2 separate regions of the Ovis aries genome follow, and region 1 is linked to region 2. Evidence: chromatin contacts called from public Hi-C data. All regions are on one chromosome and are shown on one strand. Each heading gives the region's core, a stretch centred on a gene start, on an enhancer-like site or on the middle of the called end of the contact. The rest is flanking DNA. Distances are from core to core; before and after follow the strand shown. Region 1 holds the start of ARL11 (ADP ribosylation factor like GTPase 11). Region 2 overlaps CAB39L (calcium binding protein 39 like).

Evidence for each region. Hi-C and Micro-C count contacts between places; a contact is called where the count stands out from the background.
Region 1: a Hi-C map of tail adipose tissue shows a contact between it and region 2, with 6 times the contacts expected there. The contact joins the promoter of ARL11 here to the enhancer-like site in region 2. A contact is called at or near these places in 9 of 16 Hi-C or Micro-C datasets (blood, hypothalamus, liver and 3 more).

Annotation. Positions count from the first base shown.
Region 1 is chr10:19,506,698-19,511,965 of ARS-UI_Ramb_v3.0, reverse strand. ARL11 (ADP ribosylation factor like GTPase 11) reads right to left here and starts at 1,650. Exons shown (of 3, transcript XM_012184473.4): 1 at 1,544-1,650; 2 at 1,036-1,116; 3 at 1-731. The coding sequence starts at 712. The coding sequence ends at 167.
Region 2 is chr10:19,252,931-19,258,041 of ARS-UI_Ramb_v3.0, reverse strand. CAB39L (calcium binding protein 39 like) reads left to right here. Exons shown (of 10, transcript XM_060394366.1): 10 at 117-2,403. The coding sequence ends at 296. Among named protein-coding and RNA genes, the nearest start is that of CDADC1, 54 kb to the right of the region's middle. Within about 2 kb of position 2,466, at least 25 of the 54 cell types and tissues checked have an H3K27ac peak or open chromatin away from gene starts, as enhancers often do. A contact at or near this core is called in liver, muscle and tail adipose tissue, where this site is marked.

The DNA.
Region 1 (5,268 bases), core at 401-2,900, 250 kb before region 2:
AAGTCCCAAGACTTACACATTGTGTCTGAGCCTAGGAGGGTTCCTTGTTTAATAAACAGAACCCTCCAGGATTAGCTGGTGTTCCAGTCTGTAAGAGCAGAGAAGACAGGCTGCTCTGCCGAGATTGAGGCTCTCAGGTTTCCCGACAGCCGCCCCCTGCACTCACCTAGAGACTCGGGGGGCTGCGGTAGCTCAGGAGACGCCTCAGGCTCCCCAGGGCCTCAGGCAGCCCCTCACCGGTGAGGGCACTGCAGGCCCGCAGCTCCCAGCAGAGCCCCGGGAACCTCTGCAGGCCTAGCCTGTCTCGGATCTCGGGCAATGGCAGGGCGTGGGGTGCCTCCTGCTTGTTGGCCAGCACCAGGAGGGGGACGCCATCCAGGTGGGGGTCCTCCAAGACCTCCGTGAGCTCAGCCACTGCCTCGGGCAAGCGGGCGTCGTCTGTGCTGTCCAGCACAAACACAAGGACGGCCGTGCCCTCCAGGTAGTCCTTCCAGCTGGCCCTGAGCGGGCTCTGGCCCCCGACGTCCCAGATGGTGAGGCATGCCTGCCCAGGGGCCTCGAGGGGCTCCACATTGAAACCCACGGTGGGCAGGGTCTCCACCCGCTGGTGGCCCTTCAGTTTGTACAGGAGTGTGGTCTTGCCGGCCGAGTCCAGGCCCATCATCACCACCTGGGCTTCTGTCGTGTGACTTCGAGAACTCACAGACCCCATGGGGGGCCACTGCCAGACCCTAGGGAAGAAAGGCCAGGTGCACTCGTCGGGAGGAAGACAAATCCGTGTGGGCCATGGGAGAAGGGCTTCTACACCCAAGGTAATGTCCACAGTGTCAGCTTTCAAACCCAGGTCTGGGCTTTGAAAGGGCAGGGAAGAAGGGCTGTGTGAGTCAGCATCAGCTGACCTATTTCTGGGGGTCGGGGGGGAGGGGTGCCTGCTGCAGAGAAGAGACCAGGGTCTCCCCGTGAAGACATGGAACGTCAGCTCCCATTCCTTGGTAGTTAAGGCAAGGAGGTACAACCCACTTCTGCTAGACAAACCTGGTTGAGCAGAAGTGACTGAAGGATGTCTTCGATTCTTGCCGTTCCGTGGCTTCGAGCCTCTGGTGTCCACCTGGAAGCCTAAACCCCAAGGGGAAGTTATTTTGGGGTCAGTGCACTGAGAGAAGTGGGCAGGGGGTTAGTGGTGACTTCTGCAGCCTTTGGAACCACCCCGCCCCTGCCCCACCCAGGACCAGGCTGCCACCCCTTTAACCATGCCTATTTATAAATCCTGCTGACTGCAGGCAAAGGAACCAGTCAGAGCAAAGTGGTTTCCTCCAGTGGCTTACCGACATAAATCACCTCCAGAACATTACACACGTTTTTGAAGAATCTCAAGTGTTAAGACCAAGACCTGTCCCCACGTTAAGTCCCAAGAAACCTTGGCTGGAACAGGGGAAGGGACATCTCAGGCCCAGGAATAGATTTCAGCTGCCCCGTGGAGGAAAATGAGACGCCCTCTGTTCAATCCTCAGGCCAGGGGTAGAAGCGTAAAAATGACAATTACCTCAGAGTTACTAGGGAGTTACTACCAAGTTAAGAGTTACCGAGGCTGCCCGTCTGTGTGGTCCTCCCAGGGCAGCGGCTTTCAGTCCTGAGAATCCAGTATAGTGTGAGAGGATGGGGCCGGTTCCCCTTTTTCTGCTTCCCTCCCGGGCGGGTCGGGGGCGGGGCCGGCTCTGAGCCCCTCCCCCGGCGCCGCCGGGGCTCCGGGAGAAGACACCCTGGTGCCGCCAGGATGCCCTTTGCCCTTCCGCTCTGCCCTAGGAGCCTCGGCGCAGCTCCTGGGTCTCTGCAGCTCAGACTCCGTAGGCAGGAGGGCGGGCGCCTGGCTCGGAACCGGGTCGTGTTCAGCTGCTTCTCTCCTGCTCTTCCTCCCAGGATCTCAGATCCCCTCCAAGCAGAAAGCTGAGAACTGGACCTTTTCTTTCAGCTCATGCCTCCCTGTGTTTCTGGTGCCTGGAGATTCTTTCGTTTGCTTGGAACCATATGTGCTTAAGAACTGCCTAAGTAGGATTAAACAGTCTTAAAAATTAGGCCTAAAGTGTTGAAAGTAAACCAATATATATATAATATATATATTTAAATATATATAATATAAAATTATATATATAATTATATATAATTATTATAGATATATAATTTTATGGCTTACCTTATATGTGAAAGTGTAAAAGTGTTTAGTCACTTAGCTGTGTCTGACTCTTTGCAACCCCATGGACTGTAGCCCACCAGGCTCCTCTGTTCATGGAATTCTCCAGGCAAGGATCCTGGAGTGGGTTGCCATTCCCTTCTCCAGGTTTAATCCAGGGGTTAAACCCAAGTCTCCTGCATTGGGGGCAGATTCTTTACTATCTGGGCCACCATATATATATGCGTATATATCTATAAATGAGTTGAGTTGATGACGGACAGGGAAGCCTGGTGTGCTGCAGTCCATAGGGTCGCAAAGAGTCAGACATGACTCAGTGACTGAACTACTACTATTATGTTAAAATTAGAAGTTTAAATTTTTATTTAAAAATTATAAAGCTGTGTTAATGTAGTTAAAATTAAGGACGATTAAGCAGCTTTGTTAATTTTTTTTTCCTGAACAGTGTCACTATATTTTTCCCAGTAGAAATGATGGCCCCGAAAAATAGAATTTTCAAAACATTGGCCAGTCAGAAGCCCTTGCTTCTGCAGCAGATCCTGATTTGGATCTGGAGCGTCAGTGGTTTGGCTCTCATAATGGGTGACAACTCCGCTTTCCGGCACATTCTTTCATTAAAATGTCAGGAACCAAGCTGAGGTTTGTGATTCTCTCATCTTACCAATGAAGAAACAGGCTCAGACGGGATAAATAATTCGCTCACGATCTTGCTGAGGTTTATAATTCATCTCTTTCTCTTTTATCACGCCGTGTTACTCACCAAGGAAGTGCTTTGTAAATGGCAAGCGTCTTATTGTGATGACTGATACCATCAGGTTGCTATGTTTAACAGGAGGAAGCAACTGGGAAAAACCAGAAACCTAGGCAGCACTGTGCTGTTGAGGTTACTGTTGCTTTGTTCTTTTGTGAGTCTGTGGTTGTGGCTCCCGCAGTCTTGCGTGGGCTGTGTGTGTGTGGTAAGGGGTACCACACCTTCCCTTTATCAGGAAGGAAATACTCCCCCAAAGCCTCCCAGTCAGTTCTAATATCTCATTGTCCGAGAGAATGAAATGACTTGGTTTGGCCAGGCAGGGTTCACCTCTGAACATACTGTCTGTTTCTCAACAGCTGAATAAAGTTGCACTATTCTAAGCAAGAAGGAAGTGAGAATAGTGTTCGGTGACCAGCAGCATCTACTGTATTGCCCCAGCATTCCATGGTAGAAGGGTGTCTTCTTACAGCGCATGCTTTCTTCCAAGATTGTCCTAATGAGAATTAACAGTGTGCGTGTGTGTGTGTGTGGCCGGGGCGGGGGGCGGGGGGATGCGGATTGGGGAGGGATGTCCCCAGTGTTCATACTTGGTTGCTTAGGTAGCTCGGTTGTCAAGTCCAAAGATAAGAAATCAGAGGAAATGCTGCAGTAATTCTTGCTTGCTGTCTAGCAAATGAGAGCGAGCAGAAGAGTGAGCCTGGAATCGTGAGGCAACATCATAGAATAGGAAGAAGGCAGATTGAGGAACTAGAGATCGGAATTCGAGGCCCAGATCTGCTGCTTCTTATCTGTGCTGCCTTGGGTCAGTTATTTAATCTTTCTGAACCCCAGTTTTCTAATCTGTAAAGCAAAAAGGTAGGATAGGTCATCTCTAAATTTCATTCTGCTTTAATAGTCTATAAATATGATGCGATTTTTTAAACTTTTTATTTTACCTTGGCATGTAGGTGGTTAACAATGTTGTGATGGTTTCAGGTGGACAGCAAAGGAACTCAGCCACATATATACGTGTATCCATTCTCCCCCACGTTCCTCTCCCATCGCCACATAACAGGTTCAATGCAACGCTTTATTGAGCAGCTATGAGCAGTGCTCTGTATAGTCTATCAGGTTTTGTTGTTTCTTTTTTTGGGCTTTACTGCTCAGCATGTGGAATCTTGGTTTCCTGACCAGGGATCAAATCCGGGCCCTTGGGAGTGAAAGCATCCTAACCACTGGACTGCCAAAGAATTCCCCAATTAAAAAAAGTAAATCTTTAAAAATGCACCTGCATGCTTTATGAATGGGAGAGGTCAACATTACTCATGCTTATGGAGACTAGGATATCACGTAATAGAATTAGATATAGAGTATAATATTGTAGACTCTTTAAATGTCTGTATTTAGCATTACAAATAGTACTTCGAGTTATCACTTTGGCTGACTTGTGTTTTACATTTACAGCACAGCTCATCTTCCAGACCTTTTCCATGTTTCTAGTTTCCATTTTACTGAAAACACCATCTCTCCACCGTGGTGGAGCTGGGGGAAATTTTTGTGCCTGTCTCTCTTTGCTCTCTCTCACTAGCTCTGAACAGAAATAGTATCTTGGCAGTGGATCTTTGTCACTTAAAAAACACACAGGAAAAGGAAACAGCAGTGGGTGATCTGCTTTTTGAAACTGTGAGAAAGATCCGAAGAATGTTAGCTTCGCACTCAAGCTCCTTCAGCTTCTGCTTTTACAATATTTGCAGGAAGTTTCCTGACACTTAAGGGGGAAAAGATACAGTGGCCAGAGGCTGCCTTGTGAAAATACACAGGAAGGCTAATATGGAGGCCAAGAGAGATGCATGTGGTGAGCTTCAGCCTTGGTCCAAACAGGGAGGTTTTGCTGCTTTTCTTCTAAGGTTGTTTTAATATGCAAAGTAGGTCGTTGGCAGCAGCTGCTATTCAATCAGCCACATTTCCTGAACTGGAGAGTGTATTTTTAGTTGGCAGGAAAAAAATCACTTGATTAGGAAGGAGTGTGAAAGGTCACTTCTCAGAAACTCCAATCAGCCCTTGAGGCTTCTCCATTTCCCAGATGACTTCCTGTCACTCTGGGCAGCAAGCAGCAAAGTGTTTTTCGATTTTCTTCTTTTTATTAAAAAGCATTACATAAGTGATGATGGATATATTCTTCTGTATGAGAGTCAAACAATATAAACGTCTACGAGGTGTAGTTCCCAAGCTCAACCCCCTAATCACTACTCGCCTTCTCAGAGATCATTAGAATCCACAGTTCAATGTACATTTTTACAGTTATCGTTCTATGATACGCTTATGTATTTTGGAGCACACGTCTATTTTA
Region 2 (5,111 bases), core at 1,217-3,716:
GTAAAATCTCAGGCTTTCTGTGTTCAATAACTCAAGTAACAGATGAGACGCGGGAGGGACCCGTGGTTTCCAGGTGTGCCCCCCTTGACCTGGGTGTGTGTTTCCCCATGTTTCAGGTGTTTGTGGCCAGTCCTCACAAAACACAGCCTATTGTGGAGATTCTTCTGAAAAACCAACCCAAACTCATCGAGTTTCTGAGCAACTTCCAAAAGGAAAGGACCGACGATGAGCAGTTCACCGATGAGAAGAACTACCTGATTAAACAGATCCGTGACTTGAAGAAGGCGGCCCCTTAAAGCCCCACCGAGATTCCTGCCACCGTCGCCGTCTCGTTTATTCCGTTCGTGTGACAAGTGTCATTTCAGAAAGTAGCCATTCTTGGGAAGGCTGTGGAGGTGCCTGCTTTTCCTCAATCTGTCATTCAGGGTAGGTGGGATATAATCATTTGAATGAAAAAAATTAATTTAGAATAATATATTCATTGTAACCTGTGATTATTTATATGAAATCAGAGCCATCGTATTGGGGAATTGATGAAAGCAACTTTAACACTTTCTTAATGGAAGGCAGCAAGGCTGTGGGCTTGCAGATGAGCCCTCAGTCACCACGAGCCACCAAGTGCTGGGAACTCGAAGGGTGGATGTCACCCAGTCCTCAAGGAGGATTAAATTCTCAGAGGAGAATTGGGAGTTGGGGCAAGAGACACAAAACTGTTTTGCCTATCTGCCCATTTGCCCACAAATTTCTTAAGGCACTAAGAAAATAAGATCCAGTATTTTCAGCCATTCCATATTCTATTCCCTGCCCACATCTATTAACCATAATCATTCATTCGTAGCTTCCTAGGAAACGGCTACCCTCCTTTCTGCTTATGACCCCACATTCCATCTCAATGAATCTCCTCTGCACACCTGACTCATGGTACACACACACACACATACACCCTACTCTGACCAGATTAGTATGGAACCAACTAGGTATAAACAGGATGGTCTAACAAGGATCACAGGCATGGAGGACCCACTGGGGTAGGATCTGCTCACTTGAACACTTGTAACCGATGGTTAAGAACCACAACTCTAGCAGAAGTAATTGCTGTTTCACAGACTTCTATAGGGTTAGTGAATATTTGGGATATTTCATTCATACTTCTTAATTTGGGAAAGAAGTTTTGTGGTGAAAGTGTTTTTCAGAGTAAGAATCATTGCATCGAGATGCCTAGTGTGTGTAAAACCACAGGTCCAGAGGTCACACAGGGCTTTAGACCACTTATACATAAGGGAACACTGCAGTTGGGAGGGCAAATGATTACACGCATGAAACGTCCTCAAAGGACTAAAGCAAATTTCACTCTAATTTCTGATCTGTCATGGTAATTTCACATCAGATTCTTCACTGAAAAGGTTTCTGTGAAAATGTTGGTCTCAAGTACTCTCTTGCATACTAGGATGATTTAGGAATTAATTTGTGTGTTTTAAAATAAAGGTCACGGTTTGTTTTCAGACATCAAGTGTACAAAATGGAATTTTAAAGCTATATTTACAAGACATTAAAAGTACAATTGTTAGTCTGTACTTTTTTTTTAATGATTCTTGTTTCCAGATCATGAATTAGTGCCTTCCATAGGAATCTTCACTTTTTACAATATAGGGTACTATGTTCTTGAACCAGATATTTCTCCAGCCAGAGAGGGGAAGATCCCTCTCCAGGATCCACACTCTTGTAGATTTAGCATCTGAAGCATTACCTGGCGTGGTTTCATCCTTCTTGGCTGCGTTTATCCTCGCCCCCAGCCCCAGCGTTGAATTCTGAGGCAGATGCTATTGGATCTGCTGGAGATTCTTGTAGCAGCACTGACCAGTGCTGGACCATCTGATGGCCTTCAATCTTGCATTGCTGAGGTCAGATTATTTTTATAACATTCCCTGACAGTCCAGAGTCTCTTCGAATCTGACTTTTCTGGTTTTGTTTGTTTAAAAGAGATGAGTATAAATATTAAAAAAAAAAAAAAAAAGGAAGAAAGAAAGAAGGCGCAGCAATGACTATTGGAAATTTATTTCTTTGCTTAAATACTGTCCCACACGTCATGTGGACAAGTGGAAAGCAAAGCCTTGTTAGAGTTCTTTTTTGATAAGTAAAACATATTTTATTTCCCCTGAGCTTGAATTAGCTCATTCCTAGCAAACCCCCGTAATAAATGAAGTAGCTGGGGTTTTGCTGTGATACAAATTTGTAAATTGTTAACGTGAGAAAGAGGGAGCCAAAAGCTCACAGTTAAAGTATGTTTGCATAAAAGTCACTGTAAATATTGTGAGATTTGAGTTTCAAAAAGGTCATATTTAATAAGCCATTTCAAAAGCACACATTTAAATAAAGACTGACTAAATGAAAAGGTGCCACATACTCCTTGGTTGGTTTCGTTTCTCTCTGCGTGTCCCGCCCCTGTGTTCTTGTCACCGCTCCAAACAGGGAAAGCACCGGCTGCCGGGAGGCCCCACGTCCCCCCGCCCTGTGAGGCTCACTGCCCTTGACCAAGGGCTGCCTGTCAGGCAGTAGACATTTCACGGGTGCTTCACTACAGCCAGAGTCATTCCCATTTTATATTTGAGGAAACCAAGGCGCTAAGGAGTTTACCCCAGACAACATGGACCAGAGCTGGGGAACAAAGCCACGGTGGCCAGAGGCCAAACTCCTACTCTTATGCTTTTTTTCATCCCCAGGGCTGTGAAGGAGGGGCGGGCCTGGGGGTCTGGACTCACGCTGTGCCCTCCCCCACTGCCGCCTGGCAGGCTCCCAGGGGTGAAGGCTCCAGAATGAAGCCAGGATGGATAGAGTTCATATTGTTTTTGGACGGGGCTCTGGCTCAAGCCAGGCGTTTGCCCAAATTTTAGGATTATTACCGTGGGAGGAAAGGCCAAGAGGCACGCGGTCTTTGAGCAACCATTCTGCCAGCCAGCCTCTGTGGCTGCCCGTCTTTGGGAGGCTCTGGGGAGCAGTACCTCCTGGAGGGGGGTGGGCAGCGAGCTTCCCAATGCCTCTGTCAGCAACCGCACTTGCTGGTCCATGTGACACTCAGCTGCTCTGAGCCACGGTGCGATCTGGAAACGACATACGACCTGAAAGTGACTGGAATCATGTGAAGGAAAATGAAATTCAAAAATCACTAGGATTTTTAAAATATGAAATGATGGCTGTTTTAAAGTAACTCGACGGGTCTTTCTAGTCTTAGAGGCACTTGAGATTTATATCTTTTACTTTTTTTCTGTGTTATCCAAAAGAATATTGCATGTATGGGTGAATCACCACCATCTTTTCATGCCTGTTCTTTCAGGAAGGTTTGGGCTATTTTAATGAGGGCCCATAATTAGATAAAGCCCGAAACAGAAAGACCTGGAAAAGCTAGACTTAGTCTTCCTAAGAAGATTGAAAAGACAGAAGATGGCTGTGAACACAGGTGTGATTTTGTATTTTGGGTGGTTTTTTTTTTTACATAATTTATTTTTGGCTGTGCTGGGTCCTTGTCGCTGCAAGCAGGCTTTCTCTGGTTGCTGCAGGCGGGGGCTACTCTAGTTTCAGTGTGCGGGCTTCCCACTGCGGCGGCTCATGTGGACCAAAGGCTCAACAGCTGGGGCACTCAGGCTTAGTTGGTCTGTGGCACGTGGGATCTTCCCAGACCAGGGATCAACTGCATTGGCAGGCTGATTCTTTCCCACCCTGAGCCACTAGGGAAGCCCGTGATTTTATTTCTGACGTACAGAAAGTGCTGGTATGGGGCTTCCTCGGCGGTCCAGTGGTTAAGGCTGTGCTTCCAGTTCCAGGGGCGTGGGTTTGACCCCTGGTTGGGGAACTAAGATCCCATATGCCATTTGGGGTGGCCAAAAAATTAAAAAATAAAAATACTAAAAAAGTTATTTTAAAAAGAAAGTGTTAGTACATGACTACCTAATGAAAGCAAAGTACAGCAAAATGAGCAGCCTAGCTGACGCTAAGCCTCTTCAGACACACCTTTGTATCAGTCCCAGAGGTGATGGAGGAAAGCACTGACTCACAGAAAGGGTGAGTAACTTCACCCGATCAAACAGCTGGCAGCAGAGCCAGGATTGAGGGCCAGGTCTGACCCCAGAGTCCAGGCTGCACGCCTGGGCCGTCTCCCTCCAAGCCTGCTCTTTAGCTCCACCCCCAGGACAGACACATCCTTCATCATGGCCCCCAAGGAAAAGAGGAAATCCTGCTGAAGGAGAACTCAGCAGGAAGATTTCAAAAGCTAGCTTCACTTCAGGGGGTAGCTTTGCTCCACGTGGTTGTCTGATCTTGGAAGAAGGCATTAGATCTACACGTGGGACAAGAGATTCCATCCTGAACTTCTGGATCCTTTGGAGCAATCTCTTGCCTCTGAAAAAAGAAAGTGAAAGTGTCAGTTGCTCAGTCCTGTCTGACTCTTTGCGACCCCATGGACTGTAGCCCACCAGGCTCCTCTGTCCATGAGATTCTCCAGGCAAGAATACTGGCATGGGTTGCCATGCCCTCCTCCAGGGGATCTTCCGACCCAGGGACCAAAACCCGTGTCTCCTGTGTCTCCTGCATTGGGAGGTGGGTTCTTTACCACTGGCGCCACCTGGGAAGCCTATGGTCGACTGCAGGATGGTGCAATTCACTGTAGAGCTGCCTTGGCTGAGCCCAGATTTGGAGCAGCTGAAGGAGAGGGTCCCCGGGGCCGGGGCGGGGGGGCTGGACCCCGACAACAGGCCCAGCCAGGAGGCCTGACCTGCCATGCCTCCACCTGCCCAGTGAAAGGGTGGCTGCCACCTCACTTCCATTTGCAAGGCTGCCAACTTTCTTTTGAGCCCAACCAAGCAGGAGAGGAGACCCTGGAAGCCTGTTGCAGCTCAGTTAAATGGACATGTTCAAAACTCCCCGTGTAGGTGCTGTACCGGGGGCTGTGTTCTCACATCCTCTTAGCATCTTACCCCCTTGAAGACCTCTGGCTGGTTTTCCCTCTTAAATGACACCAAAGTGTTGTGTGGAGTTGCTGGAACTACACAGACAGTGGGGACAACCATACCTGGACTTCATCCCAGCTCCACGACAAGGATTCGATCTTGAGAATCACT